Linked DNA regions of Mus musculus: regions 1 and 3 are each linked to region 2. Evidence: chromatin contacts called from public HiChIP or PLAC-seq data. All regions are on one chromosome and are shown on one strand. Each heading gives the region's core, a stretch centred on a gene start, on an enhancer-like site or on the middle of the called end of the contact. The rest is flanking DNA. Distances are from core to core; before and after follow the strand shown.

Region 1 (2,700 bases), core at 80-2,579, 820 kb after region 2:
TCAGTGGAGGGTTTTGTGTGCTTTCTTTCAGTATTGTTTTATTAAAGGTGCCCCCAAGAAATGATTGACAAATAGCCAAGTTAGATTGGACATTGTTTCCTGGCCTCCATCGGTGTCCCAACATCCTTGTCAATCGTTGAGCTAACCCTGGGCTTTGAATTTCGTAAGAATGTTGCTTATTCAGACGAAATGCCTCCAGTGTTCAAAGAGAGATAGTGAAAGAAGTCAGGCGTTGCAGTTTACTGGATAAGAGTTAGAAATTTCAGGACAAGTTCAACAAAGTAAACTTGGAATTCTCATTATAGTCATGTATGGCAGACTACATTACATAATAGAAGAAAGTTGCTGGGCTCCTCTGATAAATGGAGGTTCCCCACAAATACTTAGAATAACAACCTAGTCACTCCCATTACAGGAATTTACAATGGCCTAGGAAGAAGGAGGGTTGTAGTTTAAGAAGAAAACTAGAATTTTGTATAATTCACAAAAAGGCTAGCAAGAACAGGACCTCACTGGTACATACTTTCACAAGTCCAGAAAAATAATATAGGTGTTTGCTAAGGACTAGCTAGTGGTGGGTTATACAAGAGACTAGAATTGAAACTATGGCTAGGGCATGAAGCCCTTGCCCCTGGCTTCTAAAAATAAGCTGACTTTAGACAGGGCTGATTTTTATCTTAGTTGTAAACACTGCCTGGTTCCTGCCAGTTTTCATATATGCATTTTTCTGTTTTGTTTAAAGAGCCATTATGCATCGGATGATCTCAATGTATCTTGGCTGATGTATTATCTAACATCCTTGTTTTCTTCTGTAATGACTATATAAGTCTGATGCTTGCTTTGAGAAATTACACTCAGACTCAGCACTCTCTTGTGTTCATGTCTGTCACTCGCCAACTCCTTGCTCACCTGAATCCCGGAACCCCGATTCTCCCCGAGTTGAGAGACCCTGACTGGGTCTGCCCTCAGCACTTTTCCAGATGTCCTCAGCCTGTTCTATGCTATGGCCTTCATGAGTTTGTATTTGCAGGATCTTGGAAAACAGGTCTGAGTGTCCTCTTTCTCCCCCAGACATAACCAGCTACCAGGCTTCTGCTGTTCTTCTTGCAGACATCTCTGGGGCTGGTCACTCTCTCCAAGTAAGTTTGAGGCCACCCCTTTGGCTGTGTCTAACAGCAGGTGTGAGCTCAGAGCAGTGGGGTCCACTAAAGACTCTTTGGGTTTATCATATCCACTGTGCTTGGAAAGTGCCACGGTAAAGCCCCTAGGTAGGAGCTGCTTGATGGTGACAAAGTCATCGGCAGGAAATGAACAAGGAAACAAACTCTCACATGAAGAGAAAGTGTGTCTAACAGATGGAAAGGTGAAAGAGCGCTGTGCCTTTGTTGTTGAAGCTATGACACTAAAAAGGTTAAAGCCAGAAACCAGAAAAGGATATTACAAGGTGGCTCTGCATTCACAAGCAAAGAAAACCTTTTCCTTTGTTGTTTTATCACTGACAAAAACTGTATGTAAAGAAAAGAATAAATATTATGCTTTCTTTAAGGTTAGTCTTAGGATAAGAAGTCACTTATGTTATTTATCTTATTTACCTGAGGTGGACATGTGTGACTCAAACACAGATTGGCAGGGCTGCTGGTGGGTCCCTGTCTAGATGATTGAAATGTGACCATGGCCCTCAGAAGGGGAAAGTCTGGTTTTGTGTGTTTTGTATACTGCTACCAATCAGAGCTTCTCTTATCTCCTAGCATTTGTTGAATTTTGTTGGACATCTTGTTCTCCTCCAATGTTAATTTTTTTTTTTTTAATTTAATGTTGAGCTGGGTAGTGGTGGCGCATGCCTTTAATCCCAGCACTTGGGAGTCAGAGGCAGGTGGATTTCTGAGTTTGAGGCCAGCCTGGTCTACTGAGTAAGTTCCAGGACAGCCAAGGCTGCATAGAGAAACCCTGTCTTGAAAAAATAAAAAAACAAAACAAGAAAGCCAAAAGACCAACCAACCAAACAAACAAACAAAAAACCCTTGATGTTGAAAAACAGAATGCTTGAATAATGGCTTGAATAGAAATTAAAATTTTTAATCATTAGGTTTGACTTAACAAGTAGGCTATGGAGATGGCTCTGATGGTAAATTACTTTGAATTTGAGCCCCATATTATAGAAAGAAGAAAGAAAACGGTAAGCTTAGTGGCGTGCTTCTGAACCCAGTGCTGGCAGGTGGAGGCAGGAGGATGCTGGGACTCCTTAACCACCCAGCCTAGCATGCTTCTCAAGCACTAGCCTATGAGAGACCTTGTCTCACAATAAGACTGATGGAGGCTGGGTGTGGTAGCATGTACCTTTAATCCCTGCACTCAGGAGGCAGAGGCAGGAAGATCTCCATTGTATTCAAAGCCAGTCTGGTCTACAAAGTAAGTATAAGGCCGGCCAGAGCTACACAGAGACCTGTTTAAAGACAAAACAAAACAAAACAAAAGCTAAAAACAAATGGATGGAAGGAAGGAAGGAGGGAGGAAGGAAGGAAGGAAGGAAGGAAGGAAGGAAGGAAGGAAGGAAGGAAGGAAGGAAGGAAAAAAAGATTGATGGTGCCTGATTTTCCTTTGGGCCACATACAATACACACACACACACACACACACACACACAAACCATGTGTGCACATGCACCCACACACACATACACCTTAAAAGATTTATTTAACAA
Region 2 (2,700 bases), core at 185-2,684:
AGGCGCGCACCTGGTGCATACACATACACACAGGGAAAACACTCAGACTCAAAAAATAACAAAATGATCTTTAAATAAATGACTTATAGACAGACAGTATTACTGAAACTTCTTTGAAATACTCCAATTTAGTCAACTTACCTCCCTATCCGTAAAATCCTGTTAGCAACAATAGTGATGCTGAATCGGAGTTTCAGAGCAATGGTTTCGTTGCTCTTTCACCTTCGTTATCTTCTCTACTCAGAAAGACAATCCTGAGAAGGACACACTGTTACACCCTCCAGTCACCTGAGATTCAGAGTGGAGTGACTGTCCTCAAGATCACCCAACTTACAAACAGCAAGGCGGGGGACTGGAGCCCACGCCAGGAGTCTGTCCCTTCCAACCTCCTAATCTCCCTTTTATCTCACATCCCTCTCACCTTCTAAGAAGTTAAGGTAAAGGATGAAAGAAGACAGTGAGAATTCTTGAATCTGACAGCAGACGTGGCAAATCAATGACTTCAAAAGAACACTAGCCTGAAACAGCGTTTTTTTTTTTAACTTTCTCCTGACTCACCAAGGGCAGGTGATGATTTACAAGATTAAATTAAACTTCATGATCCTGTTACCTGCGGAATAAAAGAAAAAAAAAATCCATCTAACGCTGAAGCAGGGCCTTTGCAGCCTCCAAAGTTGGATGGTCTCCAGCTTCGCGCTTACCATCTTAGCTGCCACCACCAATGAATAAACTACAGAAGTAAACGACCCTCTGAAGCCATAGCACTTGGCCAATGAAGCCAACTGGCACTCGCTGTTCAATGTTAGAAACTATTAATCTTCCCACACCTAACTGTCACCAGAAATCGAGTCTTTAAAAGTATGTCTGTGTCCGACATTCCAATTTAAAACAGAGACACAAAGAACCTCAGTCCTGCAGTCCCGATCCATGAATGACCACATTGTTATTCTCTCAGTACACTGCAACTCAGAAACGTAAAGACTCGGAGACCGACCCAAACCTGGGCCAAGCACACCCGGAACGTGCAGAGGCGCCTCCGTCTGCCTCCGCCGCAGCCCTCCGCCTCGCCAGCCTAGGGGACAGCTCCGGGCCTGGACTCGCCTTCACCGGCCGCCGCCGCCCGGGTCCCCGCCCCCGGCTCCCGCAGGATGCACGGGCAGCCCGCGGTTCCCACAGCCACCCACGCTCCCCGCGCTCCGGCCTGCGGCCACCACTCACCCAGTTCTGCGCGTTATTGCTCAGCTTGACTTTCTTGCACAGACTCCCAGGAATCTCCATGGCCGCGGAGCGCGGATGCACTGCTGCTGAGAGCCCCGGGGCCGAGCAGTGGGAGAGAGGCCGAGGGGCGGGGCGGAGCAGGGAGAAGGGGCGGGGCCTGCACCCCGGGCTCAGGCGCGCGCTGACGTGCGCTCCAGCTAGTGATCGCCTCGGCTGGAGCTAGGCATCCGAGCAGCGTGGAGGGCGGGGCGAAGCGGAGGCGCGGGGTCGAGACCTCAACATCCAATCACCAGGAGGGGCGCTTGAAGCTCCGCCTTGACCCAGGACGAGGGGCGTGGTCTGAGGGTTTGTTGAAGAGAGCCTTCAGATGCTGAGCATGCGCAGTGAGCGAGGCGGAGCGACGCCTGCAGAGCTGGGCGTGGGAGACGCTCCCTAGAGCTGAGGCTGGTAGGGGAAGAAGCTGACGTGGGCTCCTGCTGCTCTCTAGCTTTTCTTCCGCAAACACTGCACAGGCTCGATGTGTGCGCTTGTCAACTAGGCCGACTTTGAAAAAATGTTTCCCAGCCCTGCAAAAAGTAGGATTACTTAAGTGAATTCACCATTACATGTTGCTCACCGCTTTGCAATCCTACTCAGTGCACAATGTTTTTTTGACATCAACTGTATCTCATCAAGGATTAGAAAGTATTTGTAAGGTGACGCCTTTCCCACTTGGAGAGCCGCTTTCTATCAGGAAATTTCTATGCAGTGTTTGTTGCCGCTGACTAGCCACAAAGGGGCTTCTCTAGTACTTGCTACTCATAGAGGACTAAAATCCAGGTTCCCTGGTACGCAAGGCGGAATGCTCACCTATAAAGGGCATTTCCAACCACATATAGTCCATGATCAGTTCGTAAAAGAATGGGGCTGGGAGGGGGAGGCCTTCTCCAGGAGTTATAACCCTTCGCACTCATCCCCATAACTTTAAGCTCACCATAACCATAACTGCAAACATCCACAGTCTCACAAAATTTAGCTGCTTACTCCGCTACTGATGACGACCAGTGATCACACACACACACACACACACACACACACACACACACACATATCAATCAACACTTGAGGCTTACTTGCATAGCCTATTGCTAGCAAGTCAGTTCCTATTTGCTCCACTGACAAAGTCTCAAATTAATCTCCCTCCTCCACGTCTAACAGGAGTCGTCATTGCACAGATACACGCGCCACACACCACACACACACACACATACACACCACGCACACAGAGAGACGCACACAACAAGTATCACTCCTCTGCCAACCTCTCTGTTCTCAATAGTGTCAGACAGGTACTTCTAACATGCAAATCAGATCTTATTCCTCCACCATATATATAAAATGTCTTTATTGCTTGCTTGTTTTGTCTTTCTTTCTTTCTTCCTTTCTTCCTTTCTTTCTTTCTTTCTGGTTTGTTTGTTTTTGTGTTCTTGAGTCAGGATGTCT
Region 3 (2,700 bases), core at 19-2,518, 770 kb after region 2:
CAAAGCAGATCTTAACTCCCTCCAGCTCCAAAGAGGAGCCGTAAAAGCTAGGAGAGAACAGAGTGTGGTGTGTCAGTGGAACCCACTCTGCTGGGCTGTTTCCGTGTCCCGTCCCGTCCCCCCACTTCCCCCCAGGGCTGGCATTCCAGCAGGCACAAAATAAAGGGCCCACAGATCCCACCAAGTTTAGTACCTGTTCGTATCTCTTTAGAAATCAAAAGGGAAAGGTGGAACTTTTGAACAGAAAGTGTGCTGTAAGGTGCAGGTTGAATGGTCATTATTCCAATGTGGACGGACAGTTTTCGTTTCATTTTTTTAAAGAAGAGGTGCTTGTGAAAGTTGTCATAGGCCAGCCTGTAGTATGGAATATTCTGGGACTATACTGCCAAAAATCTACCACCTCAGACCTACAAAGCAGTTTTAGTGTAAGGATCCACGATTTGCTGAAGAATAGCATTCTGAACTCAGATAGTATGTAAACAAGGAGGGTTTTATTCTGCAGAAGTCCAGCATGCTGGGATCTCCCCATTACCAAGAAAGAGAGACGCCCAAGTGAGCTTGCAGGCCTGATTTAAAGCACATCAGGGAATTCTGGGGTAGGTGACCTCTGTGTTAAATCTGTTGGGTCCGTCTCTAGGGACATCCCATTACTGAGGTGTGGGGGCTGGAAACCTGCTGGGAAGGTCTGGGAACTGTTACTGAAAAAGTAGCTCAGGAAGTCTGGAAACTACTGCTGACCCATGGTCCTTGCTTCAGGCCGGGCGGCTGGGACATTCCATGACCTGGGCATGAAGGCTGGAGCCTGGGTTTTTTTCTATTAGTAATTGACTTCCCTAGGCATGCCTGGACTTACCCAGGTTTTAGGCCTAGTCTCCTTGACTGTCAATTTGAAGTCTGTCATGGAATCTGCCCAGCCTTCTCTTTCGCCTCATGCATATCTCTTAGAGGTCCTCAACCTTCCTTCCTGATGCTGTGACCCTTTTCCTCATATTGTCGTGACCCCCAACCATAAAATTATTTTTGTTGCTACTTCATACCTGTAATTTTGCTATGTCATGGAGTGTAAATATCTGATGTAAATAAATATGCAGGATATCTGGTGTGTGACCCTGTGTGGGTCAGGACCCACAGGAGGAGAAGCAGTGTCTTAGGGATTGTTTTGCTAATTTGTAGATCATCTCAACTCAAACCGGAAGGTGGGGTAGGGTGGAATCCATTTCTCTTCCTCCTTTTCTGTCTCCTTTCCCCTTACTCTCTCTAATGAGCTTGCTGACCAGTTTCCCCTCCCCTCCTCCCTTCCTTTTTCCTCACTTCTCTGTTGAAGTAAACTTCCCCCATACATATTGCATTGGCTGGCAATAAAAGTGTGTCCCAGTATTCTCAGTTGTTAATCGCTGTGCCAACATCTCCAGGTGCTGGCAGGATAGGTAGATATTTGTTCCTTCCTTGCCTGCCCAAAGTACCCCGTGATTGGCTTAATAAAGAGCTGACAGCCAATAGCTAGGCAGGAAATGGAGGGCGGGACTTATGGGCAGAGAAGAGGGTCTTTGGGAGAAATCGGAGCCAGGGATTTGCAAACCCACACAGAGATAGATAGACTTGAGCAGGTGTAGAGAGGTAAAGAACTAGCCACGTGGCAGGTCCATTGCTAGAACAGTCGGATTAACTAAGATTGAGCTAGCTGAGAGTCTGCCCAGCTAAAGGCTCAAGCTATAGTAAAAATTAATAAGTCTCTGTCATTATTTAATTGCTGCCAGGCCCAGAAAGTCCCACAATACCCCTCTTCCCCTCTCCCGTTTCCCCTCTCCCCTCTCCCCTCCTCCCATGCTTTCCTAATTCCCAAGACCTATATTTTAAAAGTTACTTATGTATTTATTATGTATGCAGTGTTCTGTCTGCCTTCGTGTGTGCCTGCAAGCCAGAAGAGGGCGCCAGATCTCATTACAGATGGTTGTGAGCCACCATGTGGTTGCTGGAAATTGAACTTGGGACCTCTGGAAGAGCAGCCAGTGCTCTTACCTCTGAGCCATCTCTCTACAAACGCCCCAGCCCCCCACCCCGCCCACCCCACGCCCCCCCCCCCCCCACCCCCGTCCCTCCAGGACCTTTCTTAAGGAAGCAGAGGAAAGCGAGTCATCTTCCATTCTTCAAGCCTCAAAAGGATCTCAGACTGCCCTGGAGTACACTCAGTGCCTTCCGCCCACCGTGCCCTCCCTGGCTTGCACTCAATGCCTTCTGCCCACTGTGCCCTCTCTCTTTCTCTGGGATACAGATAGGTCTCAGAAGGAATCAGCAAAGGCCAGGGGAACTCAGAGCAGAGTGTCCAACCCTGTCCAAGAGTCAGGGCAGGGGCCCAGTCCCAGAAACACCAACCTCATGCTCTTCCCACATCTTTTCCCCAGCCTGAGTTCCTAGTATCTTTATGTGGTAGCGAAGAAAGAGGGAAAGGGTTCTACCTATTTGTTTATGGTTTAATTTTCCCCATCTTATGTTTAATACAAAAATTTTTTGTTAGTGAAAGCTAAAATTCTGTATTTGTTTTTCTGACTCAATAGGTAACACCCTGGAGAAACAAGTCCTCTGCTTAATTTGCCCGCAGTCAGGTAAATAAGGGCACAACTACTCTAATCACATCTGCTGGTCCTCCATGATGTTAGCCCATTAGGACCACAGCACAGTCAGCTGTCATGATGGAGGAGG

What was found. HiChIP or PLAC-seq counts read pairs in DNA pulled down with a chosen protein or histone mark.
Region 1: an H3K27ac HiChIP or PLAC-seq map of thymic regulatory T cells shows a contact between it and region 2, with 5 times the contacts expected there. The contact joins the enhancer-like site here to the promoter of Papss1 in region 2. A contact is called at or near these places in 9 of 39 promoter capture datasets (the 3T3-L1 cell line, 3T3-L1-derived adipocytes, embryonic stem cells and 4 more), 3 of 115 datasets of contacts at active chromatin or transcription factors (astrocytes, bone marrow-derived macrophages and thymic regulatory T cells) and 1 of 9 other capture datasets (macrophages).
Region 3: an H3K4me3 HiChIP or PLAC-seq map of bone marrow-derived macrophages shows a contact between it and region 2, with 8 times the contacts expected there. The contact joins the enhancer-like site here to the promoter of Papss1 in region 2. A contact is called at or near these places in 4 of 39 promoter capture datasets (the 3T3-L1 cell line, embryonic stem cells, liver and 1 more), 2 of 115 datasets of contacts at active chromatin or transcription factors (bone marrow-derived macrophages and pro-B cells) and 1 of 9 other capture datasets (embryonic stem cells).

The regions. Positions count from the first base shown.
Region 1 is chr3:130,748,025-130,750,724 of GRCm38.p6, reverse strand. No RefSeq gene overlaps it. Among named protein-coding and RNA genes, the nearest start is that of Gm43522, 11 kb to the left of the region's middle. Within about 2 kb of position 1,329, at least 13 of the 459 cell types and tissues checked have an H3K27ac peak or open chromatin away from gene starts, as enhancers often do. A contact at or near this core is called in thymic regulatory T cells, where this site is marked.
Region 2 is chr3:131,563,502-131,566,201 of GRCm38.p6, reverse strand. It overlaps Papss1 (3'-phosphoadenosine 5'-phosphosulfate synthase 1), which reads right to left and starts at 1,434. Exons shown (of 12, transcript NM_011863.2): 1 at 1,219-1,434. The coding sequence starts at 1,278.
Region 3 is chr3:130,793,564-130,796,263 of GRCm38.p6, reverse strand. Gm36443 (a long non-coding RNA gene) reads left to right here. Exons shown (of 3, transcript XR_376074.3): 3 at 2,556-2,700. Among named protein-coding and RNA genes, the nearest start is that of Gm36443, 9.0 kb to the left of the region's middle. Within about 2 kb of position 1,268, at least 3 of the 459 cell types and tissues checked have an H3K27ac peak or open chromatin away from gene starts, as enhancers often do. A contact at or near this core is called in bone marrow-derived macrophages, where this site is marked.